2 separate regions of the Cyprinus carpio genome follow, and region 2 is linked to region 1. A link is a contact called in public Hi-C data. All regions are on one chromosome and are shown on one strand. The core of a region is the stretch at or near the end of the contact, and the rest is flanking DNA. Distances in the headings are between cores, read along the strand shown.

Region 1 (7,842 bases), core at 1,955-4,454:
AAAAATATTTTTAATTAAATTGATATTCTGGCTTCTCACTGAATTTTGATAATACATTATTATTATTTTTAATTAATAGTAATTATAATTAAAATGGTATTAAATTACAAATAATATTTATTATAAATGAACTTTTTAAATATTCTCTCTGGAACTGAATGATTGTTATTAATAATAATGTATTAAATGTCATTTAAGTCAAATAGATAATCAGACTTTTCTATAACTCAAAGTAATTATCATTTTCTATAATAATTATATTTTCTATCAATAATTACCAGTTCTACTTCATTATTATCTTAATTACTAAATTATAAATTTAAGTCAAACTGATATTCTGGCTTCTCATTGGGTCTCAATTATATATCACTAATTTTAATTAATTATAATAATGTTTAGTACTAATTTACATGTTAGTCAAACTGATAATCTTTCTGGAACTCAGTTATGTGGAATTAATAATAAAAATGACTAATGGTCAATGATTTATGATATTCTAACAATTATATAGTAGTAATAATTCTAATTATTTATACATTTTTTTAATAATAATATGTATTAAATTACAAATTATTTTAATCATATATTTGTAGCCCGATGATTTTGAAATATTACAATTTTGCAAATTGTAAATGTACGATAATAAAATGATACTAATCATAATTTGTGTGCCACCTTGTTACATCTTCAAGAGCAGGGTCTCGAGCATGTTATTATATTAGCTTGTGTGCGCGTTTGCCCGAGCGAAGTTGGTCATAGCTCGGCACAGCCTGTTATTGTCAGCTCCTGTTGTACAGATGCGGCTGCAGATGGGATTCCTGTACCTGCCTGCATAGCTAATGAATCCGAATGGCATTCCCCCTTATAAAGCATAAATATGTAATTTGTTCAGCTGTTGTAATGAAATATGTATGTGTGAAACAGCGATTGTTTGGGTCATTAACAGCATGCCACTGTGTATTAGCAACTTAGTGCTCAAGAACAACAGGAAAAAATCCGTAATAGCTTGAAAAATTCATCAGAGGGAATGCATTGTGGACGGGGAGACAGACTGCATCCCGTCTCCGTCACGCTTTGAGTATTCCGTCTGAACTGAGGGCATGAGGAGGAAGACAGAGATCCCTCGATCAGATGCCATTCCGTCTGCCGCAGGGGAAGATGACACTGATGTCCTTTGTGGAATGGCACAGATTACGACTCGACCGAGCTGGGGTCCGGCATCTGCATCTTCATTCGCAGGTGTTTACCTGTTTACTGTCAAACCTGGCCTGGCAAAAGTTAAAGAGCAGAGGTGCGAGATGGTTTTATAAGCGTCTCTTTTAATAGCCGTGGTCCTGTCGCGAGGCCGCTCTGAAAGATAATCAGTTTGACCCGGCCCCTGCGGTTGGTGGAAGGGATCTATGGCAGGGTTAATTCCATCAGGCACAGGCCTCTGGGAAAAGAACATTCCACCTTGATCCTCTTTCATATGAGTCACTGATGCCTGGGAAGCCAGAAGACATGATGCGATTAGCCCCTGCACCTCTTAACGCCAGCACCACTCGCCCAACAACAAAACAAACACCAAAAAAAAAGGTGCCCTCCCAGCTGGCGTCTCTCGCCCAGCTCACCTGACCTGGGCTAATGCCTCCAGCTGGTCCTAGAAGTTGCTGTACAGATTGCGAATCAAATTAAGTCGCTATAAGACGTAATCAGACTTTTACAAACCCTAATCTTCCAGCAGGTAGATTGCGTCAAGGTTTTAGGAAACCTCGCAAGGGCACTCGTGTCGGCCTGTCATGTGCTCGGAGGATTGTATCCAAACTTTGTCCATTGGTTAAGGATGCATCGGCTTTCCTAAATCGATTTGCTGTTGTTTACCTGTAATAAAGTTTCATGCGATTAAAACGCAAGTCGATATTGCCATGGACGTGCCGATGTAAAAGAAATCATATTTCATAACACTTATTGTTGTTGTCTTTCTATTGAACGCAAAGCAGCTTTTTACTGAATCAAAGCATACAGTACAGAGCAAGTCTGATTCGCATAAAGGTGACTCTTATGAACTGGTTTATTTTAGTGATTCAGAAACATACAGGCAGATTCATAAAGCTCTCAATTCATATTTTGATTCAGTTTGATTTGGGTATATCTAATGGGACCGTCTTTTTGAAATAATAATTTAAGGATTGATTCATAAGGCTTATTTTTTTCAGGACCAGACTTCACTGGTCATGCAACATGGTTTTGATTCACTTAAAGGAACTGGGGTCTTGAATTTGACTTCACCGGTTGTGATCTATGTTTTTGATTCTCTAAAAAGAACCAGTTCAGAGGTTTCATTTGTTTGTGAATCGAGCTGTTTTGTTTTAGTAATTCAAAAGCCTATGGGGTGACCAGCAAAGTCCGACTCTCATGAACGAGTTTGTTTTTAGTGTTGTCTAGTTCACTAACAAATGATTCAAATGGTTCTTTTTAGTGCCTTCAGTGGAGACTGATTTATGAGCAAAATGACTCGTATGAGCCAGTTCTTTTTAGTGAAACAAAAACATAGAGTGCTACCAATGTAGCCCGATTCCCAAACAAATGACTCTCATGAACTAGTTTGTTTTAGGCAAACACAATAATACTGTGTGACCGGTGGTCCGATTGTCAAAACAAATCACTCTAATGATCCAGTTCTTTTTAGCACCACAATTGTAGCCTGATTCGAAAGCAGATGACTCATATGAGCCGGTTTGTTTTAATGAATCAGAAACATACAGCGTGGCCAGTGCAGCCCGATTCACAAACAATTTCACCTATGAACTGGTTCTTTTTGCTGAATCAAAACCATACAGCACAACCAATGAAGTCCAATTAATGCTCCCGGTTTCTTTTAGTAAATCGAAACCATATAGCACAACCAGTGAAGTCTGATCCCGAACAAATGAGTCTTATGAATCAATTCTTTAATGAATATTTCTAAAAGACTGGTTGCCATCTCTCATGAGATATAACCAAATCAAACTGAATCAAAATAGGAATCAAGAGCTCATGCAATCGATACCTGACCCAACAAACATGTTTCAGAGCCACCTGTTAGTGTGTTTCTTTTGTCTCTGTGCATGTTAGTGTGTCTGTTTTGGTCTAGAAGTTGACGCAGGGTCCGTCCCCAAGTCACCCCCTCTGGAGGGGGTCTAAGCCTGTTAATGCTAGCGCTGTGCTAATGCCAGCCAAAGGAAAGTGTCCTCCTTCCCCTCGGCAGTCTGCCGGACACAGCACAGTTAATGTTTTTTCCTGGCCCGCTGTCAAAGTTCCCCCTTAACTGCCTGTACCAGCCAGTGCTCGACAAAAAAACAAGCCCGCTTCATCTGTTTCTACTCAAAGCTGTCCCATTCTCCTCTTTGCCATCTTTTTTTTGGATTAAGAAAAAAGTCTTAAAGAAGCGTTTAAAAGAAAAAAGAGCATCAGGTTCGCTCCCTTTTTTGGCAGACTTTTCCCCCCAGCCGCCATTTTAAGATTGGAGTAAGAGAGAAGCGGAGAAGGGAGGGAGGGAAGAGAGAATGTCGCTACCAGCCCTCCTTACATGGCGGACGAATTTGCTCTGCTTCCTGACCAATCGGAGATGGTCTTGATCATGTGATATGCCACGATAGCAAGGAGAGAGAGTCTCCATCTAGCACTTGGGCTCTGTCCCGTGTCTCCCCTCCTCTCTTTCTCTCTCTCGCTTTGCTTCTCTTTTTTAAACACACTCAACCCACTCATTACTCTTGTCACAGCGCAATTAGATAAGCTAGTTCTGGCCTAGAGGTTGGTAGTGATCCTTCCCATGAGGCGGGCGAAAATTTCGTCCCGTTGTAGGGATTCAGTGGAAAAGTTCAGTGCAGTCGCGCAGCTCTTGTGCCGTTCGCATTCTTCATGTTTCATGGATTTCCCTTCTTGGCCTGCGTCCAGAAAGCAAGGGATGGGGCTAAGATGGAGGGATGAGTGAGAGAGAGAGAGTAATCCTCAACGGGACAACTTCAGAGGCCTTGAGACACCATTTATTTATATATTTTCAGAATTAAAGCTAAAATTGGGCGGTGAGTCTTCAAAAAAATGGCTGTTATGAGTTCCTTTTAGTCAATCAAAAGCATGCAGCGTGATCAGTGTAGTCCAATTCCTGAATAAATGACTCTTATGAGATGGTTCATTTTGCACATGCAGCACAATCAGTGTAGTCTGATTACAGAATTAATGAATAGTATGAGCATTTTTTTTTTTAGTGAATCAGAAACATACATATCAACCAGTCTATTCTGATTCTTGAATGAATGTCTTTGATAAACTGGTTCTTTTTAGTTCATCAAGAACACACTGCAGTGTCGTCTGATTCCTGAATGGTTGACTCTTATGAGTTGGTTCATGTTGGTAAATGATATACATGTATTATGACCAATTCAGCCTGGTTCCTAAAATGCATGACTCTTAGAGGCTTTATTTTAAAAATGAGTCAAAAACATACAGCCTAGTCAGTGTAATGTGATTCAAAAAAACAAATGACTCTTATGAGCTGGTTCGTTTTACTGAATCAAAACATGCATTGTAATCAGTGTAGACCAATTCCTGAATGAATAACTCTTATGAAACCCAATTTTTTTTTACTGAATCAGATACTTTGTGACCAATGCATTCTAAAGTCCCAAATTATTGATTCTTATCATCCTGATTTTTTTGGCGAATCAAAAACATGCAGCATAACCAATTTGGTCTGATTCACAAACAAATGATTCTAATGATCCGTTTCACTGCAACCAATTCAGCTTCATTCCCAAAATGAAAGACTCTTAGGATCCAGTCCGAATGCCACTGTGCTCTCGAAACGAATGGGAAAATACATTCTTGAAGTGCACGCTCATCCACCTAGACCTGAGGGTTGAACACACAATCTCTTTTCCTCAACTTTCTTCCTTTATTTCTTCCTCTTTGTTTGCCTGCCAAGCCCCATCACCAGGATGGCTACGGAATTGTTTGGGAAACAAATTGGCTCTGTCTTTGGCTGGGAGGTGAAGATAACACAGGGTTAAGAAGTCAGACAGGGCACACTAGTATTCCCCTGGAGGAAGAAAAAAAGGGAAAACGATACACTGGGCCTGCAGATGTTTTGCTTCAATATCTGATCATCTCTAGTCCAATTTGCTTTAATCTCTCTCTAATGTTCAATGAAGTATTGTGTGGCGAAAAGGCATTAGGATTGATTTTTAATGGAGTACAGAATCGGATTGGAGTGGAACTGTCTTTTCTCCATTTCCTCTGCGTCTCTTATCAATTTTAGCTTACTCTCATCTACTTCCAGTTTACAATTTCGAGTCTGTTGTATTGTTGCGTACGGCTGGCAGACCGCCGGTTCTTTCGCTGATCTTCGGCGGTGGCAACAAAGGGCTTTGTGGTTGTTTTTGTTTATGCGACGAATTGTATTCCGTTTTTTTCGACCAGCTCCGTCTCCAGGCGACGGCACACGCAGATGCATTTTAAATGAAAATAAAAGCAACCAACCTTGTTGTTGGCCACTTTACACATTGGGAGAGGCTTTTCGTCATTCGGCATTCAAATACGTTGCTTGCCTAAAAACACAAACTGGGAACTTTTCCAAACCCGCCGTTTTCCTACCATTTTTCATGGCGGAGAAAAACGGAGGTGAGGAGATTACAAATCTGATGCCCCAGATGAAATTTTGGCAGCGTTTCTGGTCTCTCCCTGCTATGCTTACCTTTATAAGAAAAGCTTAACTAGAAATGCCAATATGATCTCCCATGATCCTCTCCGATGGATAATCGGCCTCTGCAGTGACCATCCCTGCAATCCTGCTCCGGCCTGATAGCAGCTAGCGGATGATCATCTGCTTTGATCTGTTCGTTTTACCTCGGAGCTTATGGCCGGAGTCCTCTTGGGTTGCGTACGGCAGAGTGGCCCGTCTGCAGATGCCTGAGGTGCTTTAACCGTGGAGCTGCTTTAAGAGGATTACACATTAATATGATCAAATTCAGGGATTGATGGATAAGCCAGTGATGAGCACCTGTCAGCGAGGAGCGCCTCGGATAACTGTAGCGCAGTAGTACGATAAAGTGAATTCATCGCTAAGCTGACTTTACTGTTTGAATGTTTTTGATAGATCTGATTTGTTGTAGAAGCAATATTGTATGTGACGGGAATGAAAACAAGCCTGTATTTTTTTGTTTTTGTTATCAACATCTGAATTTACAACAAATTGAACTAACAGGATTTCTACCCTTCATACATTCTGTATCGTTTGTGTCAAATATGAAGTTATGTAGGGTTGGGTACAGTATGACATAAAGTTTCTCCAATTCAGTTTGATTCTAATTCACAAACATTCAGTTTGTTTTGATTCGATTTTATTCAGATTCACAAAGTCATCCTGTTTGATTCGTTGATCATTTTGTTCTGATTTGTAAGCTCTTGATTTGATTAGTTTCCAGTTTTGATTCAGTTTGATTTAGGTTTTATTCTGATTCTAATTCAGCACAATTCCAATTCACAAATTCTCCTAATTTTCACAACCTCTCTGGATCAGATTTGATTCAGATTTTGATTCAATTTCATTAGATTCACTAATTTATTACATATATTTCAGCTCAAATTTCTATTTTGATTATGTGTGAAAGAAATTCTCTAATTCACCTAATTCTGCAAATCACACAGGAAACATAAAATTTCTAAATTTCTATAAAAATATAAATTTCTATAAAAAAGTATGGAATGATCCAGAATGAGTCTATAAACCATATTTATACTTGTAATTTAAAAAATAAATGTGATAAACAAACAGTAGGTTTCTGATAAATGGAAAAACGTATTTTATGAAAATCAAAAAAAAAATATAGAATGTCCCTGAATGAGTGCATAAACTATATTAATACTATAATTTATAATTGTTTTTCAAAACAAAACAAAAAATAATTGACTGCTCTCTAGGGGGAAAAAGTATTTCCTGAAATTATTAATTTACTAATAACAATATAAAAAAAAAGAATAATAAAAAGTATGGAGTATAGAACAGCTATTTTTTAAAATAAAAAAATTTGACAAAATTTATATCTTTGTCATTATTAAAATCAACAAGTCATTAAACTGCTGTGCTTTTATAACAATATTGAGCCCATTGAAATTAAGATCTTGATTAACATGAAAATCAATCAAGGATTGACAAAAATGTCAACATTGTACATACTGTACGATATACGCTGTGCCATGAAGAAGATCAGAGTGTCAGTGGAGGCATTTCCAAACTCCCATGAAGCACTGCTCATGGGTTCTACTGTTTCACATCTGGAACGTTCCATTCTCAGTCTGTGTTCCCACGCAAAATGTGGTTCCCAGAATTAAAACGAGGAGGAGGGTGAGGAAAAGAGGGAGAGCGCGAGAGTGATCTGTGGTCTAAACATGCCCAAACTCTTGAGTTTAGAGGCTGAGCTGCTGGGGCCAAAACTGTGGAAACAGAAGCCAGGCCTGGCCAGCCTGAACACGAACATGCCGCCTGCGTGTGCGGATGGCTTGTGTTACTGTCATTCCCCACAGCTCCATCCATAACCATGTCTAATAGCAACACGGTGGCGGCCGAAAACCACAGCTTTTTTGGCAAGCGCTGGAGCCGTCCTCCCAAAAAACCCAGACAAACAAAAGGGCCTCTTTTTTTTCTCTTTCTCCCTGCAGACAAAGAGAGAAGCTTCAGGTGATGTAGATTATCCTGAACGAAATATAGATTTTTGTCCACACGATGCATCTTAAATAAAATATTAATTAAAGGAAAAAGTTTAAGAGTCTCAAGCTCGCACACTTAAGTAGAGTTGGAGTAATGACCGTGGAAAGCTATTATTGGGC
Region 2 (7,842 bases), core at 1,576-4,075, 43 kb before region 1:
GCGGACTCGAGTCGTGCGCTTGCTTCACTTTTTTCCTCTGCCTCTCTCTCTCTCCCTCTCTCTCAGGTCGAAACTAACCACGACACAAGTGGCAGCTTTTGCAACAGGGGGTTTTTAAGGATATTGCAATCTTCCTAAGCAATGCCGAGCCCTGCTCGCTGCTCGTAAATCCGCCTCAGTTTTGCTTCGCACCGCCACATGCCTCTCGGCGGATGCAAGAGCGCGGCTCTGCGCGGAGAGGAATGAATCAAACGCGAGTTTTGTAACGCATCCGGACGACTTTTTCTATCGTTTTTTCTATTCAGATGACCGCAAGATGAAATAATCGCTCCTCTCGGCGCTTCATCAGCACTGTTTCACTCATGGCTCTGTGAAATCTCCGCGTACTTCCATCCATCCGTCGTCGGGACTTTTCTCTAAGGCTGCGCTTGATGATAATGCCGAAAGTTTGGATATACTGCTTTAACAGTACAGTACAGTAGATGTGTGTAACTCGAGGCGGGGTTAAAGTTCAGCTCTATGGAGCGCTGAAGCGTCGCGCGCACTTCGCAGAGTTGGAAATGTGAAAGCAAGAAGCAAGGCTTTATTTTCCCTCTCTCCCTTCTTCTCTGTCTCTCTTTTTTTCTCTTTTCATACACACATATACATACACACCCCATACATTCACACATACACACCCTCACTCAATCACACACACGCACACACACAACATATACATCGCCAATTCAAGAGTTAAAACCGACAGATATGTATTCTCCGCTATGCCTAACACAGGTAAGTGACATTTTCGTTTATTATTAACTCTGTTTGTTGCGTTTAAGCGGTGTCTTTGGCCGGGACAGCGCGGATAGGGACTAACCTTTGCATAAGACAAGTAACTTAGCGTGCACTAAGGCATTTCTGCTCTGACAGAGCCAACTGAACTACCACATGGCGGATGGCGCCCACCTTACACACATTAATGTTTCTTGTGCACATTTATCTACAGTTGTATTTTATTCCAGACGCTTTTTGCATGGGCACGGACGCTGATATTTAGCAAGTTAAGCGCTGTGCATGAAAGAAAACGTTACACCGAGTCAACGTTATGCACATCGATCCGGTTGCACTCTTTAAAATAAAGTTCTTTAACGATTCGGAAAAGAAATCTTTCCTAATTAGGTTGCTTTATGGTTATTTAAATATTAAAGTGTTCTCAATGTAGGTTTTTCACAGCACTCTGGGTTCTTTAAAGCAGGACAACTCGTGAAATACAAAATAAAAACTCTTTGCATGACTACTATGACACCAAGCTGTTTTAAGTTTGAAGTTTAAAACATCACCTTTAAACACATATTTGAGATCACAATAGTCTTATTTGGGTGCATTTTGTTATTAAATATCAAAACAACTATGCCGTTTTCTGTGTTAACTTTAGTTCGAACCAGCTGCCGGCAATAAAAAGCTTTTCTGCTGCTTACATGAGACTTTTTCTTCAAGGCAGCAGAAACTCTTTGATTCATATTTTTGAAAGCTCCAATGCCTCTATATTTCTGATATTTAGCAGCAGTTCTAAATATTGATAAGTTGAGTAAGTTTAAAAATTAAGACTGTTAGATTTGATGCTGTCATGCTTGATAGCCTAGTTTATAATGTGGTGTTATATATATATATATATATATATATATATATATATGCACAGTGTTATTTGTTGTTTATCATACTTTTGTAATTAACACAGAATAAAACTAAAGTTGCAGCAACTTAGAGGGTTAAAGGAGTTAAAAAAAAAAACAATCATTGTGTGACTCGTGGTGGCAGGTGAAGTGAGGTGACAGGTCTGGAAAAGCTGTAGCGTTATAGTCTTGATGTGATTTTAAACTGTTTGGTTAAATGTGTTTTATTGAATTCTCAAAACAAAGGAGAAGGCCTCAGTATTGTGTCGCCTATAGGGACGTTCTTTTAACCGTGTTAGTTACAGTCTGTTTGGAGATACTGGAAAGGATTCGTGCGAAAAAAAGACAAAGTATGTGTAATGTGTGGAGAAAGACAAGCTGAGAAAGTTCTCTAACTTTTAAGTCGTCTTTTCATTGATTTGATGAAGTACGACTTGAATACGATCGCAAAAGTTGTTTTATAACTATTTCTTTTTGTTACATCCATGCAAAACCATGGGGAAGCTTTTGATAATTTATCAATCACAGTAAATGTAATACATAAGAACTTATATATATCTAACATATTTCATTTACTTGAGTACCTATATTTAATGCTAAAAAACAGTACTTATTAAAAATAAGTGATACTCTTTATATAAGTGATGTTCTGAATTTAGAGCAATAATGCACTCTGTGAAAAACAGCTTAAAATGTTGCAATAAAACAAACATGAGCATTGTTTTCTTTCTTTTAAATTAGTAATTTGACAGTAATATTATTAAACATCTAAAAAAAAATAGTTGCATTGAAGATAATTGAGACGGGCAATTGATTTCCTCTGTGTTGCGGTGTTAAGGCAGTATGAGGTCTATTTTCTCTGTGTGTGTGTGTGTGTGTGTGTGTGTGTTGTATTTAAGGACTCGAATAGTCTTCAGAGTGCCAAAAATCACGTCTGTATACTGCTTTCATTTTATATTAAAAACCTTAAAATCCAAATAACACATTTTCAAATCGTTCACATATTTTAGTAAAAAAAAACAAAAAAAAACATACATTTGTCTTGCATTAGTTATTGAACACCTTTCAGTGTGTTAACGGGATATTATGTAAACTGTGCTTTCCCATGATCTATTTTTCGTAATATTTTTGTATGTGTTAAAACTCTTTTGGACACGAGGCACTATTGTTCCCTGCTGAGGCCTTCCTATAGGACAGCGAGGTTCAGCTTGAAACACTTCAGGAGTCTGGAAAAACCAGACATGCTAACCAGACCCTATATTGACACTCAGGCACGCTCCAAAATGCGAAGAGCTGTTTGTTCCGCCGCTACGAGCGTGTAGAATTTGCTTTTCATGAATTGCTAGAATTATAACAAAAGAGGAAAACAAGCTTTCTGGATGTCCTCGTAATTATAATTTGCATGTTAAATTACGCTGTGTTGTGTATCATCCGCCAAATAATTCTAGCAGTCGGTTGATTTGCTTAGGAAACTGCTGAAAGTTAACATCATGATTTTACAGTAGAGAGCTCGATTCTCGTCTGGAGATTTTCTATATTGATTTCTTTTCTCCAAGCAATTTTACAAGAAGTCTGAGTGTAGACAAGTCTGCAACAGTTCCTTTTTTTTTTTTTTTATAAAAGCACATGATATACATGTATAAAAAGCCACAGCAATAGATGATATCAGTAACTGAGGAACAATATTTCACAGACTTTGGATTAAGTTACTTGGAGAGTCAGTGAAGGAAGATAAGGGAATTCATTAATTCTTTTAAATGCAGGATGAAACAATACAGTTTTTATGCCTTGGGGGCAAGAGAGTTTGATTCTTGAACAAGACAGGAAGGAAACAATATGATTAAACATATACGTTCTCACAGGAGACACATACACACCGCACACTATAATAATGATATATGCTTATACAAATCCTTGATTTCCTGTGGTTTAACAAAAGGGATATGGCAATATGTATCTATATGAAGTCTGTTGTTGCTGTGATTAATAAGATAACATGCAGAAATCTTACACAAACATTGCATTTATTTCAGTCATAAACCTCCATCATTATTAAAACTTTTTTTTTGTAATAAATATTTATTTATTTTTGCTCGATGGCATGTTGTGATTATTTTTAATTACGAAACGAACATTATCAGCAGTGCTTGAAATTGGCCTGAGAAATTAATTTAATTAACGTTCCTAAATTACGCCGAATTAATTGTTAAATTTCTAAAGGCACTGGTCCGAGGCCCAGCACATTGTATTTATATCTGAGCTTATTCAAATGAAATCTGCGCTCAACACATAGTGCACTTTGCTTGCTTGCTGGCAGGCCTCTCGTGCTCTCGCACGCTTGGTTTTGGGACACGATGCAGGGCTATTGCTGTTTGTGGAAATGTTATTCTAGTGATTGGCAGTCTGCCATTATTCTCTCGATGTAATAAAAACCCGGAGTTATTTTCTGCGTAAAATCCCAAATTATTTCATATTAGAAATGCACGTTATTTATTTGCCCAGTTATTATTGCGTATTGTTTTTTTAAGGCAATAAAGAAATGGACATGCAAGCCTACAAATACAGAAAAGCATGTATTTATTATTTTGATAATCAAGCACATGTACAATATTAAAAATGCTTGCAGTTTGTATAATAACAAAATCCTTTTAATGCATTATGCAGCTTTCCTAAATAACCACATTTCTGGTTATACAGTAATATTATGTTTATATTAAATTATATTGTAGATAAAAAAAACAAAACAAAAAACAAATCCCTGCATGAATGTATCCACTGAAAGAAGAAGTTTTGACCACATACAAAAATACGCTTTAATGTCGTAATCTTTTTGTCATTATATTTTAAAAATGGATTTTCTGCCAGGTTGTGTACCAGCGGCAGGTGAAGGGATCCCAAAAGCCGGCACAATCTGCCCGGCACACACTCCTGTGTGAAAACAACACACTCCTCGTTGATAGCGAATGAAGTAGCTCGGTTTTTTGGAATTGTGTGTGCATTTTTATGGAGAACAGATAAAAATAGCCACTCTAATTTTCCTGGTCGGTTGTTGCTTTTTCTCGGCCCTGGCAGACCCCTACAGACCAGCATTCTTGCCAGAGAGCCAAGATATGTCCTAGACGAGCTTCACACACACACACACACACACACACACACACACTGCCCTGCTCGGTTCACAGACACAGTCCTGCTGTTGAGGGCCGTTTTTCAAAATAATCAAAAGGGATTTTATGTAGACGTGCATGTTTTGCTTTCATGGTGTCTGCTGTGAGAAATTTGTACTTTAGCTAGTTAATTTTTTTTTGCAGTTGCTTTATTAAAAAAAAGATTTTTAATATTTATATTTTTAAGGATGTTTCTAAAAGTAATTCAGACTAATTTCCACTCCCTTGTCCTTCTTCGCAGGATGAATTCCATCCTTTCATTGAAGCACTGCTGCCCCATGTGAGAGCGTTTGCCTACACTTGGTTCAACTTGCAGGCCCGCAAGAGAAAATACTTTAAGAAGCACGAGAAGCGCATGTCTAAGGAAGAGGAGCGAGCTGTAAAGGACGAGCTGCTCAGCGAGAAGCCAGAGGTCAAGCAGAAGTGGGCATCGCGGCTGCTGGCCAAACTCCGCAAGGACATCCGGCCGGAGTTCCGCGAGGATTTTGTGCTCACTGTCACCGGGAAGAAGCCCCCTTGCTGTGTGCTCTCCAACCCTGACCAGAAGGGCAAGATGAGGAGAATCGACTGCCTGCGTCAGGCGGACAAGGTGTGGCGCTTGGACCTGGTCATGGTGATTTTATTCAAAGGTATTCCGCTTGAAAGTACTGACGGCGAAAGGCTGGTTAAGTCTCCGCAGTGCTCGAACCCGGGGCTGTGCGTGCAGCCGCATCACATAGGAGTTTCCGTAAAGGAGCTCGACCTGTACTTGGCCTACTTTGTGCATGCAGGTAAGTCCCGTTTTGAATTGAGTAAATCTTTTGAACGTATGTGAATGACAATGCAAAATGTTTAACGCAATTTATTGTAATAGATTGCACTTTTTAGGATTTTACTGTTTACTATCCATCAACAGTCAATGAGGAAGCTGTTGGATTCAACTCAAATCAAATCCACTGCTTCCTTTATGCCAAAAGAAATGTCGAAAAACGCAGACTTTTAGCTGAATATGTAAATGAGAGTGAATTTTCATGCTAATCGCTAACTGCAAGAAGCTAACACGGAAAAGTCCGGCACAAATATCTGACGGAGCAACTGTTAATTGGCAGAAGGCGGCAGGGGATCCGTCTTGCACTGACAGCGGCACAAACACAGGCTTTCACTTGGAAGACGAGAAGCGCACTTTGTTTCGCAAGGCAAACTGGGCACCTTAATTACATTTGTTTCCTCTCGCATGCAAATTGTGGCACCGAGCGAGTTGGCAGCGCGCGTTTCCGCCATTCCCGGCATTCCGTACGGACTCGCGCTTTGATGAGGTGCCGATAAAAGAATGAAAACACTGTGTAACCCGAAGACGGCGGAGATAAAGCCATAAAACGTGAGCTTTAACGCCGCGTAGGAAAATCAGCCTATCTGGCAGACGGCAGGTTGCAAAACGGGAGCGTGTGAATTACTTTGACTTGGTGGGAACACAAAGGCCCAGAGCCTTTGAGCTTTTTGTGAGGATAAGCACGACACCGTCGCTGAAACGCGTTTCCCCGTGGCCTGCCGAAATCCTTAGTTTTGATGTTCTGAAAGCCTATTCAGGGGGGAGCGTCCTGCTAACATCCTAATCGGCGAAGTTACCATTTCTTTTTGATTCGATGGTGAATAAGAGACGTCAGCGAGAGAACAAGAGGAAGAAAGACTTCCAAAGAGTCTCTCTCTCTCTTTCCTCGTCTCTGACCTGCATTCGGGCCGATCAGGTTTCATCCTCTGTCTTATTTAAAGCAGTGGAGCATTGCTGGAGCCCCCTTGATTAAAAGCCATCTGAAGAGAGCCTGACCTCATACACAGATGGCGAAAGTGGGGCTTCTGAGAGGAGCTGAAGTCAGTAATTAAATTTATCCCACAGTCTTGCCAGGGCAAAGGGGTGCAGGCCAGCAAACACACCCACTTCATCTTGACAATAATACGACTACCTATCGATATTAGGGGAAATTGCTGGAAGAGAGGTTTCAGTTCAATCTAGGTAAACAGAAACTCAGATATACTAGAGGAACAATATAAATAGGCTACGAGTTTGACTTTTCCGTTTGTATTTCAAAATTTTTATGTGAGTTTGTTTATATCACTGTTTTTCGATTTATGTGCAGTAATGTTCAACTTTTTTCTTATATGTAAGTTTAGATTTCAAAATTTTCAGTATTGTTCATTATATTTTTCATAGAATATATAAGTTTAAGTTTGTATTTCTCAATTCTTTAAATATTTCTTCAATATTTTCACGAATATTTAATATATTTGAATATGTTTTATAATTTGCAAGGTTAAGTTTGTATTTCTTAATATTGTGTCAATGTTTTTGCACTATTCAGTATGTTTCTATTCTCTTTAGTAGATAGAAAAAAAGATAGAAATAGAAAAGTCTTTTTCATATATGTTAAAGTTCAAGTTTGTACTTATAAGTTTTTTTTAAATATTTTTCAGTATTTCTTAGAATTATGCATTTTCTAATCTCAGCAGTCACGCAGTTCATAATTTTAGTCAGATGCCATAAATCTCTTAACAGAAGGTAACACGAGAACTAGAAAAAGACACAAATGTGGTGTTCGCTGTGGCCTGAGGACGTGTAACCGTGGCTAATTTACGACAGGAGCACTCCACACGTGGGAGAGGTCACGGCTTAAGATGTAAGGGTCGTGACCCCATCTTCAAGGCATTTGACCTCCTAGATAAACATCCACTCCCATTAGCAGCCAGTCAAGCGGAGGGCAAGCTTTGGTTTTGGGTTGCCCCCTTGACCTCCTGTTAAAACAGGTGGTTTTGTTTGGGCCATAGAGTGGTGTGGCGTTTAAACCAGCCAAAAGAGGCTAATGGCCATGGAGACCCAGACTAGCATTACACCAGTGACTGTTTCCTTTTAAGCAGTTTTAAGTAGTCATGTTACATTTAAGACTGAATGTTATTTCTATATGTTAGTTTATGCGGAAAAAAGGATATTGTGTTGTCATATAAAATTAAAAAGATGCATTAAAGATGAAATACTCAATTAGAATTCTTTG

The links. A called contact is a pair of places that touch in the nucleus more often than the background predicts.
Region 2: a Hi-C map of skeletal muscle shows a contact between it and region 1, with 2.2 times the contacts expected there. The contact joins two enhancer-like sites. A contact is called at or near these places in 3 of 8 Hi-C or Micro-C datasets (liver and skeletal muscle).

The regions. Positions count from the first base shown.
Region 1 is chrB22:22,682,838-22,690,679 of ASM1834038v1, reverse strand. The region is part of intron 2 of nfia (nuclear factor 1 A-type); the gene reads left to right. Among protein-coding and RNA genes, the nearest start is that of nfia, 78 kb to the left of the region's middle. Within about 2 kb of position 3,204, at least 4 of the 8 cell types and tissues checked have an H3K27ac peak or open chromatin away from gene starts, as enhancers often do. A contact at or near this core is called in skeletal muscle, where this site is marked.
Region 2 is chrB22:22,725,899-22,733,740 of ASM1834038v1, reverse strand. nfia (nuclear factor 1 A-type) reads left to right here. Exons shown (of 12, transcript XM_042749215.1): 2 at 5,061-5,589. Among protein-coding and RNA genes, the nearest start is that of nfia, 35 kb to the left of the region's middle. Within about 2 kb of position 2,825, at least 1 of the 8 cell types and tissues checked has an H3K27ac peak or open chromatin away from gene starts, as enhancers often do. A contact at or near this core is called in skeletal muscle, where this site is marked.